Linked DNA regions of Sus scrofa: region 1 is linked to region 2. Evidence: chromatin contacts called from public Hi-C data. All regions are on one chromosome and are shown on one strand. The core of a region is the stretch at or near the end of the contact, and the rest is flanking DNA. Distances in the headings are between cores, read along the strand shown.

What was found. Hi-C and Micro-C count contacts between places; a contact is called where the count stands out from the background.
Region 1: a contact with region 2 is called in a Hi-C map of liver, with 4 times the contacts expected there. The contact joins the promoter of SLC10A5 here to the promoter of SNX16 in region 2. A contact is called at or near these places in 3 of 47 Hi-C or Micro-C datasets (heart right ventricle, liver and skeletal muscle).

What each region holds. Positions count from the first base shown.
Region 1 is chr4:54,930,479-54,936,791 of Sscrofa11.1, reverse strand. It overlaps SLC10A5 (sodium/bile acid cotransporter 5), which reads right to left and starts at 2,863. Exons shown (of 1, transcript XM_021089172.1): 1 at 951-2,863. The coding sequence starts at 2,780. The coding sequence ends at 1,464. ZFAND1 (AN1-type zinc finger protein 1) reads right to left here. Exons shown (of 8, transcript XM_003361194.4): 8 at 5,966-6,313. It also overlaps a transcript of IMPA1 not described here.
Region 2 is chr4:54,797,213-54,803,213 of Sscrofa11.1, reverse strand. SNX16 (sorting nexin-16) reads right to left here and starts at 1,851. Exons shown (of 8, transcript XM_001926702.5): 1 at 1,635-1,851.

The sequences.
Region 1 (6,313 bases), core at 1,614-4,113, 130 kb before region 2:
TCAGGTCTGGTGTTGCTGTGGCTGTGGTATAGGCTGGCAGCTACAGCTCCAATTCAACTCCTAGCCTGGGAACTTCCATATGCCACAGACGTGGCCCTAAAAAGACAATATATATATATTATAAACACAAAGTGCATATCCTCATGGGTGGAATCTTCAGGATACCTAACAAGATTTCATGTTTTGATGTAATATAGGTTGAAACTGCAGAACTTTTTATCTTTGGAACAATATATCACAGAATCATCTCTCTTAAGGTTTGGAAAGAAACTTTAAAAACTGACATATCTCTCTACCTCTGGCTCTTTTATCTAACCAATCATGGCTGTGTAAGATATGTGAAAGGAAAGTCAACATGCAGCTTGTATTGCTAAGAGAACTCTAAAACTGAGCTGGGGGGCCACTGAGGAAGTTCGACTCATGTGTGTCTCAGCCCAGATGGATTCTGAACATTTGACCATTTATTGTCTTCACACACGCATCCAGAACATCTACCCAATGTTCCAAACACTCAACATATTCATCAGTCTCTTACCCTAAAATAGCTCATGATAGTCTGTCTCTTAAAGACAAATATTTCCATTAGGGTCAATCAGTTCTTGAACAAATTTGTGTGTAAGCCCCTGGCTGGCTCTTTTTCTCCCCTGGGACATTCTTTTGGTTTAATCCTCCTGAATTGCAAATTAAGAAATTGAGGTCAGGAGTACCTGTTGTGGCTCAGAGTTACAAACCCTACTGGTATCCAAACCCTATTAGGATCCCTGGCCTCACTCAGTGGGTTAAGAATCTGGCGTTGCCTGAGCTGTGGTATAGGTCACAGATGTGACTCGGATCCCACGTTGCTGTGCCTGTGGTATAGGATGGCAGCTGTAGATCCGATTCAACTCCTAGCCTGGGAACCTCCATATGCCACAGGTGTGGCCCTTAAAAAGCAAAAAAAAAAAAAAAAAAAAATGAGGTGAATTTCCTAAGACTTCAAATAAAGTTCCTTGTTCTTTGCAGATTTGATAACTGATTATTGTAGGACAACCTGTTGGTATGAACTCAAGCAATTAGGCAGCCTACTTTATGCCTCTTATTCTTGAAAAAGTAAAAAAAAAGCTTGAATAACTTCCTCCTTATCCAAATTAGACTAATTTTACTATGCAAAAATCTGTCTTTCATGATACATCTATATGATAAAGTATATTTCAAGTTCCAATTCAGACACATTCACCTGTGTTTAAGGTGCAAGAGCAAATACGCATAGGGAAACCATAATAATTTTAGAGTTTACTATGTGTCAGGCATGATTCTGAGGACATTGCTAATATTAACTCATTTAATTTTTACAACAATGCCACGAGGTAGATACTATCATTCTCCCTGCTTTCCAGATAAATTTAGACATAGAGAGATTAAGCTACTTAACCAATGTCACCCACCTGGTGACAGAGCTGGAACTGCAGACCCAGGCATAACAATTAGATCAGGAGATTTTTTTGCCTTTTCTCTTCTATGATAAGGACACATCTCTTCTTAGCTTTGTAGAGCAGAAGAATCAGTAACATTTCACATCCACAGCACATGGCCACTGTAAAAGGAGCTGCAGAAGCCAAGTCTGCATCGGACTGTGAAAAAGAAAGCTGAATAACGGCAAAGGCTAAGAAACTATTCAGGACCCCACCTTCGATAGCAACCGTTTTACAAACAGGAAGAGGCAGCATAGAAATTTTAGCAAAAAAGTACCCAAACAACAAACCCAATACAGGAACTAACAGACCCAACAGAAGCACCTCTAGATTAACTGTTTTTAGAAACACGAATCCCATTCTGAAAGTCAAAGAAATCCCTACAAACATTAAAATAAAACTCAGAGGTCTAATGATTCTCTCCAGGAAGGTTGCTTTTTCGGGGAGTCTACGCTTAATGAACATTCCCACTGATATGGGGATAAGTATGAAAAGGAGAGTCGACATAATTTTTGAAATAGGAACATGAAGTGTACCTGATAACCCTAACATCCTGCTGTATATATACGAATTGGCAGGCATCGCTATCAGGGCTAGTAATGTTGACGTGCAAGTCATCAAAATGGCCAACGTGACATCTCCTTCCAGAAGCAGAGCAAAGAGATAGCCCCCACCCCCTCCCGGGCAGGTGCAGGTCATTACAAATCCAAAAGCCTGTGCCTCAGGCAATGCCAAAATCTGCGTCAAAAGGAATCCACAAAATGGCATAAGAAAAAACTGTATGATTGCCCCAAGAATTATTGGCAAAGGTCTCTTCCATACCATTTGAAACACCTGGAATTTGATCTTGCAGCCGAACGCACATTTATTTAACAGTATCATTGGTAGAAAAAGCATTAGGATGTTTCTGTCCATAAGGTTTGAGGCCCGGAAAAGGTTGTCTTGTCTCGGTTTGAGCACTCTGACTCTGACATTCTTTATTTCTTCAATGAGTCTTTCTTGCCTACCTGCAGAATCCCACAGCTGAATGGTTAAATTTGTCTCTCCGTTTTCAACCGTCACCAGGTTTATGGTAAAGTTCGTAACATCCGATGAGGTCTTGGTCACATTTACCACTTGCAGCATTTTAGGATCTTCTAGCTGCACAAAGAGGTAGTTGGAGTTTGGTTGTTTACCTCTGTAACTTGACCTTACAACAACGGTTTCTTCAGTCTTTGTGAAAAAAAGTATTTCAGTCTTTTCGACATTTGGAAAACTGAGAAATGATTCCTTTGCTTCTCCAAGAGTCTCAGACGACAAAAGCAGGACAATAAAAAGTTTTCTGATCATTTTGAAAGCTTAAATAAATCACACGGGTAGAACCATTCAAAAAACTAAAGAACATTCTTCGTGCAGGTGTCGTGGTGCCGGTCTGAAGTTGTTAGGTAAGTTGTTTTTGCTGGATCAAGGTCCAGTAGGAGGGACTCTTGTACTTTTCAAACAAATCGAAAGCTACCTAATGAGTGACACAACTGGTTCAACCTAGTTAGAAATGTAAAAGCCATAGAATTAAACAGGTTCAATTTATCACAGCAGAAACCTAATCTCCTTCCTTCTGACTTCCTCATTTCTGGTCCTTGAAACACAGCCTCCTTTTTACCTGAATTAAAACCCTCAGTGTCACCATTTTTGAGTTCTCTTCCTTCCTAAGGAAAATCAACACTAAAAGCAGAGAGGATCCAAAACTTTTAAATAGCTATTGAGAAGAACTACAGCTTGGCGTTACTATTTTATCTGTTCAGGTCAAAATCAAATAAAAATTTACTAAACATATATGCTGGGGCCCTGAGCTAGGAGCTCAGTATACTGCTCCAGCTAGGTGTCTCTTCTCTCCTGGAACTTAGGCTGGTGGCCCCTTATTATCTAGGAAACTGCAGAGCTCATAAATGGCCTTGCAGCATCCTTAGTCAATAAGAGTTTTCCTACATCTCTAAACAGGGATTGTATATAAGGCAAAAACCATAACTGTTCATCTTGTGCTTAGGTAAGAAAACAATTTCCTGGAGTTCTCACTGTGGTACAGTGGGTTCAGAATCCGACTGCAGCAGCCTGTGTCCCTGCGGAGGTACAGATTTGATCTCCAGCCCTGTAAAGTGGGTTAAAGGATTTGTCATTGCCACAGCTGTGGCTCAGATTGGATTCCTGGCCTGGAAACTTAAAAACAACAACAAACCACAGTTTCCTGAATGGTTATCTGATAGTTTGGCAACCTGGGGAAAGCAGATAGCTGGACCCATGGTCAAAGGTACAGCCTGGTTAAGGGGCCATTCATTATAGCTGGACACTTGGACCCCGACACAACGGGGCAATGCAAGGCCACTGGGACTAATTCCAATCTCTTATTTCTTCCTTGTAACACTATTCTCTATTTACAGATAGTGGTAAGGACGTTCAATTGACCAAAATGAGGTGATATCCATGTGTCTTGGCTGCCAGGAATGAGGAAAAGTTATCAAGCTTTTTGGACTTCAATCTAGACTCACAAACCTTTTCATTTTCCAAACAAGAGCAGGTGGTTTTGATGCTAAGCAGGAAAAAAAAAGACAACAAAAAACAAAGACAACAACAACAAAAAGACAACAAAAAACCCTCTACTACAATTATTTCCTGAGCTTACAGATATAGTAGTCTTGAATCTATAACCATTTCAGCAGATCTTTCATGTCATCATAACAAAATCTGTGTCAAATGCAAGTGACAGTGACATATTAAGTATTTTAGATCATAAAATATTTGCTCCTTGAAACTTGCCAAAGCAATTTCTGATATTTTTAAGTTTTAAAAAATTTGACTTCTGCAGGTTGATCTTTCAAATACAATAGACTTTATATTCCATAAATTTTATTTCCATGTGAAGAAGATACACTGTATCAATGTGGAAAATGGGAACTTGGAACTGATGTTTCTGTGGTATCTGTTAAATTCCCATAGAACTTCCCCAGTTTAAAAAGACAAAAACAAACATAAGACAAGAAATTTATTATGTTTTATTTTTGTCCACCACACCGGCCCCAGCCAGGGATAGAACCTGTGTCATAGCACTGACAACTCTGGGTCCTTAACCCACTGAGCCACCAGGAAGCTTCAAGAACTTTATGAAGCTAAAGCTACCTTTACAGTCATGTGACCAAATACCTTAATGGACAATTTTTGTCACCCAGGTTAAAGAGGTGAGGAATGTAAATTTAGTTTTCCTTAGATTCCTGCCTGCAACCTTTCCCCTCCTTCAGTATCTCTGAAGTTTCTCCTTATCAGAAAACTGGCCAGAAGCAAACCTGACAAATCTCAAAAAAATCTGATAATCTATCACTCGTGGTTTTTTTTTTTTTTTTTTTTTTTTTTGTCTTTTCTAGGGCCACACCCATGGCATATGGAGGTTCCCAGGCTAGGGGTCTAACCAGAGCTGTAGCCACCGACCTACACCAGAGCAGCAGCAACGCAGGATCTGAGCCACATCTGCGAGCTACCCCGCAGCTCACGGCAACACGGAGACCTCATAGTTCCTAGTCGGATTCGTTAACCACTGAGCCAAAACAGGAACTCCCATCACTCATGTATTTACTGGCTGATTACATCAAACTGAACCTCATTTGTATCATAGTGTAGTTACAAATATTTATCTGAATTCAAAATGTTTTTCTATGTGTGGGTTTTCGACTTCTAATTCCAATTGTCTGTGAACAGGTGGAAAACATACTAAGGTGAGGTGAGTTCAGTCAAAATTGAAAATTGTTTTAAGCAGACTCTATTGAAAGCCCTAAGAAAGCTATCCGATTTCAGAGTAATTTGGAAGTGAGACACTAGGGGGATTTTTCTCTCACCTGCCATCTTGTTCTTCTTAGGAGATGCTCATGCTGGAGCCCTTGGTCATGAGAGCTTCCAAGAAGGCTGGCACTCCTGTCTCTTCCAGACCAGACCAGTTTGTTCTACTCGCTGGGACCAGATGCCTGATGCCATAAGTCCTCCCTCCAAGTGGCTCTGTGTCCTCTACTCATTGACAAGACCTCTTCTTCATTCTCTACCAGCTTTATCACTCCTCTTCTCAACCCCCATTGGTATTTTTTCTGGTATATTTAGCTTCAGTTCAATTCATGAGACATATGTTAGTCACTACTATGTGCAAGTAATAATGACAGATGTGAAGGAATTAGTTTGTATTAAAACTTTCTGGTATCTAGGGATATAGTTAAGGGTTACTTCTACTTCTAGTCTTACAGTTTCTGATAAAAGGGCTGCTGGAACATACCTATACTTACCATCTAGTCATCTGGCACATTCCACACTGCTTTGTATTATAGTTTTAGGTATGTATACATCTTCTCATTGTATCCACCATGGCAATTAGAATAAAGTACCTACCTACATGGGACTTGAATAACTAAGTTAATAAGGGACTTGACTAACTAAGTTAATAAGTAAATGTGTAAGTCAAAAGTTATCTCTATTCCCTGCATGAAAATAATAGGAAGAAAGAATTAGAGAGGAAGTGAATATTGAATTTATTCCTTTAATTAAACTTAAAGCCACTATCCCGATTGCAAAATAGAAAAGGAACAAATAAAAAATAGAAATAATTTCTATTCCTTCTCTATAGTAAATAGTACTTTGTTGAGCATAGATGGAATGCATTAGTGAGAAGCCTTAATTTTTTATTTTTTTGTCTTTTTAGGGCCACACCCATAGTATATGGAAATTCCCAGGCTAGGGGTCAAAATTGGAGCTGGAGCTGGAGCTGCAGCTGCCGGCCTGCGCCATAGCAACACAGAATCTGAGCCGCATCTGCAACCTACACCACAGCTCACAGTAATACCGGATCCCTTAAC
Region 2 (6,001 bases), core at 602-3,101:
GTAACACTCTTATTACTTTATTTGGAATGAAAACACACCCCAGATGTCTTCCTTTAATCCCCAAATACCCTGTCTAAGAACTCTCCTTCGCAAGGTAAAGAGAGCAGAACTCCACACCCTTTTTCTTGACCCTCATATTATATGTTATCCCTCCCCCCCTACTTTCTTTGCGTTGGATCTCTATGTTCATCTCTTCTATGTAAAAGAGCTGGAAAGAGGAAAAATAATAAAGATGTTTCTGAAGCTCTATTCTCTGCTTACGGTCCTGTCACTAAAGGGACAGTACAGTAAAGGGACAGCAGTACAAGGAGGAAAGGAGAAAGGGAAGTAAAGAAAGCGAGAAAAATTTATATTTCCTTCAGATTTAATTAGTGAAACTGAAAAATTTCCTAGAGCAATGACAGTGAACCAGAAGCTTAAATAACTTGTAAAGGTAAATAATAACAGCCTTTAAAGAAACAGTTTATTAAACCCAGGATCAAATGGATTTGGGAAAAAAAAAAAAAAAACTTGGTCAAATGAAGTTCACCAAATAAACCGCAATGAACATTAAACTTATATCCAACAAGACTAAATGATGACAAGTTTAAATTTCCTACATAGTTTCCCGATTCTGCTATGCTGTAAACTGCAAGTACTTAGCAAATCGTCATACTTAGTAAGCTCTGTTGTCAAAAGGACGAGTTTATCTTGTCTCAAAATAATTCATAACGATACGAAGGAAAAAAGTTTACCACTAAGCTGTTAAATACTAAACCAAGAAATGGCAATAACTACAGACCAGGGAAAAGGCACATAACAACGGGTCGCCTGTTCAACTATATCAACGCAACTCTACTGGTGAAAAAGGTAGAAAACAAGCTGCTCAAACTCGGAGAGATGCTGAAAAAAAATTTCAACCCAGCACGTGGCTCTGGGTAACCTTCCCCACCATCAAAAAGAGTCGTGAAACCTGAGCTGCTGATTCACCACTCCTCGGTTCTGCCTGAGGGCCTCCCCCAAAAGAAGTAAAGTCTGCAAGCTCAACCCCCTAACCGGCGGTGGGTTGCCCTACCCTTGGCCACTCCAACACCTGAGGCCACAGGGCTAGGCGTACTACTCAGGCCAACACAGTGCTGACCTTGCAAGGAAGTGAGCGCTACCCAAACGTTATGAAAAGGTACTGGGCTCATTACAAGTGTCCCCACTTTTGCTCTGCCATCGACACGCTCTGAGGAAGAACATCTCAGCCCTACTCCGGAGAACCTCGGACAGGTGAAGTGGCTGGAGCCTGAGGAACACGATGGGCGAGAGAAGTCGCTGGTGAAAGCAAAAGGGAGAAACCTGGGCTTAGCTCGACCCCAGGAGTGTCTGGTCGGTGTCTGAGCAGACCAAGGGTCTTGGGCTCGGTGGATGGCGAGATCCACTGCTTCGGAGCAACTTGGGGCCCCCAAGACAGTCCCACCTCCGCCTCGCGATGTGCTATCAGCACCTCCCAGATTCACAGCGGAGTCGGCGGTGGCCTGAGGTTGGCCTGGGGACTCCTGCCGCGCCTCTCCTCCCTTCTGGGGAGCCAGCCCGCCGCCCTCCAGCCACGGGGGCTCAGGTGTCACCCGCACGAGCGCCCAAGACAGCGCCCGCCGCCCGGTCCCTACCTCAGCCCTCTTGGCGATCCAGCTCAGGCGCGCTTCCCAGTGACGGTTAAATCCGACCCCCCCCTTTACTGCAGCTTTTCGTCTCCACCCACAACACCGAGACGCCTCACGTGACCGCCCCTGCTAGAAAACAGCTGCTCCCCGCCTTCGCCGGCCTCTGCCCTGGCTGCGGGGCCCAGGATCCCCGCGAGGTGGAGGGCGGGGCTAGGCCTGGCCTCCTATCCAGGAAGTGACGTCAGGCAAAGGGTGCCCGCCTCCAGAGGTGCGCACCGGAGTTGTGGGACCAGCCCTCTCTGGAAACTACGTTGAACGTAGTTTTGTGGTAAGAATTTTACCATATTTTCTGTAACTTTATTTTATAAGTTAACTTTTGGGAAATGGAGGCTAAGAAACGTCATTTGCCCGATAGGTGAGGAGAAGACTACAACTCCCAGGAGGAATTACGGCCAGCATTGGCCGCGGCTCCTACTTTGCATCATGGGACTTGTAGTCATCATCGGCTTGAGCTGGTTCTACTAGGTTACACATTGTTTCTTGGAATTAGCAGGGCTTTAATGGATGGCAGTAGATCCTGGGTGTGGGAAGATAGAATGCTGCTTTACAACCTATTCTCCCTACATAATTCGGAACTCCTTGTTGGCAGAGAACTTCTGAAATTCTTCAGGGTGGTGGTGCTGGTCTCTTTGCTTGTTTGTTTTTTAAAATCATCTTGAGAGCAATTTTATCTCAAATAATGTAGTCTTGAATTTGTTAGACGTGCACATATAAAGACCTGAAGATTATAAGGAAATTCGTCTTTTATAGCCAAATATTAAAATTCAGATCAGCCTGCGAACCTGTTTATTATTAGAATTGAGTGATTTGATTTAAAAATCATTTTATGATTTTTAAGGCTTTGGAATATTCCCAAGACTGAGGAAAATTGAGAGTTGTAATTTCCAAATGAGCGTAGGAAGATAATCTGGTTTATAGCATAATAATGGTTTTGGACTGATAATTTTCTCTTCCAGTGTGAACGAGAGATAAAAAGAGAATTCTATAGAAACAGTAGATTAAAACATGAGGTAGTTTTCAGGATAAACTTGGCTGTCTTGGCCCTGAGATAGCAGTTATATCCATGAGATCTGTAAGTGAATAACATTATAGAAAGAAAAGAAAAGAAAAATGAGCCTTGGGATATTTCCCTCACTCGCGGTCAGGGCTGCAGGTGGGAGCAAAAGATACGTTTGATGTGGAAAAGCTGATAGTCTAATATCAAGGAGGCCAAGGCTTATTAAACTTTTAAGTCAAGGTATATGAATATTCTAGTTGGCAGGAGGATAAAGATCTAGACTAGAACATTGAAATTGCCGAAGAAGAACTTCCTCCACAGATTATTGAAAGGAGCATAGAGGATATACATCCTATATGTATGCTTTATCTTTTGGAATATCTGATATGATGAATATCTAGATTTTACTTTCAGAAAATGAACTGAACCTTTCTTAAAAATATTTTAAAGGATGTAATTGACATATAACATATTAATTTCAAGTGTACAACATAATGATTCATATTCGTATACACAGTAAAATGATTATCACAATAGGTCTGGTGAACATCTGTCACCATACATAATTTGAATTCTTTTTCATGTGATGAGGACTTTCAAGATTTACTCTCCTAGCAACTTTCAAATATGTAATACAGTTTTATTAAATGTAGTCACTGTGCTGTACATTACATACCCATGACTTACTGATTTTATAACTGGAAGTTTGTAGCTTATAACCAACTTTCGCTCATTTTACACAACCCCCATCTCTGGCAAAGCTAATCTGTTCTCTGTGTCAGTGAGCTTGGTTTTTAGTTAGTTTGTTTTCTTTTTCAGCTGCACCCCCCTGTGGCATAAGGATGTTTCTGGGCCCAGAATTGAATCAGAGCCAGAGCTGCAACCTATGCCACAGCTGTAGCAATGCTGGATCCTTAACCCATTGCCTCTGGCTGGGGATTGAACCAGATAGGAGCTCCTACTCATCTCTCAACCATCTCAAATATAATCTCATAAGTAACACATTCCTTTTCCTCAGATGGAATTAAGTAAGCTCGGCCTCTATTAGGCCACTGGATTTGGTACATGAGTGAAGGCACCTTATATGAAACCTGAATAAGGCAGGTACTTCATGTATAGTCCCCATAATAACTATTTTTTTAAATACCTGGCCCATCTTACTTAATCACCTTTCCTGCAATATCCTTCTAGACATTTGCGCTTTTTTTTTTTTTTTAGCTATTTCTTGGGCCACTCCCGCGGCATATGGAAGTTCCCAGGCTAGGGGTCGAATCGGAGCTGTAGCCACCAGCCTACACCAGAGCCACAGCAACGCAGGATCCGAAACGCAGGATCGGAGCCGCATCTGCAACCTACACCACAGCTCACGGCAACGCCGGATCGTTAACCCACTGAGCAAGGGCAGGGACCGAACCCACAACCTCATGGTTCCTAGTCGGATTCGTTAACCACTGCGCCACGACAAGAACTCCCATTTGCGCTTTTAATTCCTGGTTTAGAGAGTAAGATCCAAATTCTTTGAGTAGGCCCGTGAACCCCTTCATGTAATGACTTTTCTCTCCTTTACAGTCTATTTCCTCCAGATTAATTAACTAGTTAATTAATTGACCAGCTATGTATTGAGTACCTATCACATGCAATGAATCACAAAGTCCAGCTATATCAATCAATTATTTCTTATTCTGAGCTTTTCACTTTTTTTCTCTTGCTAGTATATCTGGTTGATTTTACCTGAGATTCTCTTTTTCTCATCCCATTTTTGAAGCTCAGTTCTAGGTAATCTGCTCCCCAAAGACTTGTCTGAATACCTCTCCACCATGTTCTCACAGGCCACTCTACAAGCTTCTGCTGTGGCCTTGCTCCCATAGGATGTGGTTATCCCTATATGACTGCCTTCCTAGTTAGAACATGTGCTTCTTCTTTTAACTGAAGTATAATGAATTTACAGTATTGTGTTAATTTCTGCTGTACAGCAGTGACTCAGTTTTTATATACATGTATATATACTTTTCTATTATAGTTTATCGTAGGCTGTCAAATACATTTTCCTGTGCTATACAGTGGGACCTTGTTGTTTGTCCATTCTATATGTAATAGTTTGCATCTGCTAATCCCAAACTCCCAATCTGCCCCTCTCCAGCTCTTCTCCCCCTTGCCAACCACAAGTCTTGTCCCCTATGTATTTCTGCTTTGTAGATCAGGTCATTGGAGTCCTGTTTTAGATTCCACTTATATTCATATAAGTGATATCACATGATATTTGTCTTTTTCTTTCTGGCGTACTTTCCTTAGTATGATAATCTCTAGTTCTATGTTGCTGCAAATGGCATTATTTAATTCTTTTTTATGGCTGAGTAGTCCGGCACTGTATATATGCACCACATCTTCTTCATCCATTCATCTCTTGGTGGACACTTAGATTGCTTCTGTGTAGAATATGTGCTCCTTAAGGTGGAAACTATGTCTTTTTCTTCTCTGCTGACTGGTAGAATCTTTGGCATATGTTGGGGCAAAACTGAATGGATAAATGAATAAAAATGGGTGACTAAAATTTTCTTATTGGCTCAGCTTGGTGGTTTAATATAAACAAACGCACATATAGGCCAAACTGGAATTTGGTTTCAAAGACCCATTAAAGGGAAACTTGCTCTATGTAACAAATAAAATGAAACAACTTTGCTTAAAGAGAAAAGATCCCTTCATCTGTTCAGAGTAATTTGTAAACAACTGGCCTAGTTATAGATGATTTCTAAGATCTAATGTTTTATGAGTTCATGTGTGTCATTTGAAACCTTAAGGAGATAACCAAACAAACATTACAGCCTGATTAAAATCTAAAAAAAGGCGTTAGGCAGAGCAAAAATAAAATGAAACCGAAAAAAGCTAAACTATTGAAATTAAACGGACCAATGAATCAGGTACTATTGTACATTTAAGTCTTTGTCTTGATTAAATATGAGATATACTGCAACTCCTGGCATAAGGTAGAGAAGGAATTTTGTTTTTTGAGGCCCCAATGCCAGGTTTCAACATCCCAGTATGTAAGATTCTTCCAAAAAAGAAAGTTTCCTGAGAAAAAAAAAAATATAGCGTGGGAAGTAACAAGTCTCCGATGCATTAATACAAGGTTTCTCACTCATCTTCTTGGTCAAGTATCAACCACTTCAGGGCAGGCTTAAATCACCTGGATTACTTGTCATCTTCCAACTATGTTTCATTTGTGGTATCTGACAATAATAGTTCTTCCTCCTAGGACTGTTGTAAAAAAAAAAAAATAATCTTGTTTGGTAAGTACTTAGTACAGTGCCTGGCAGAG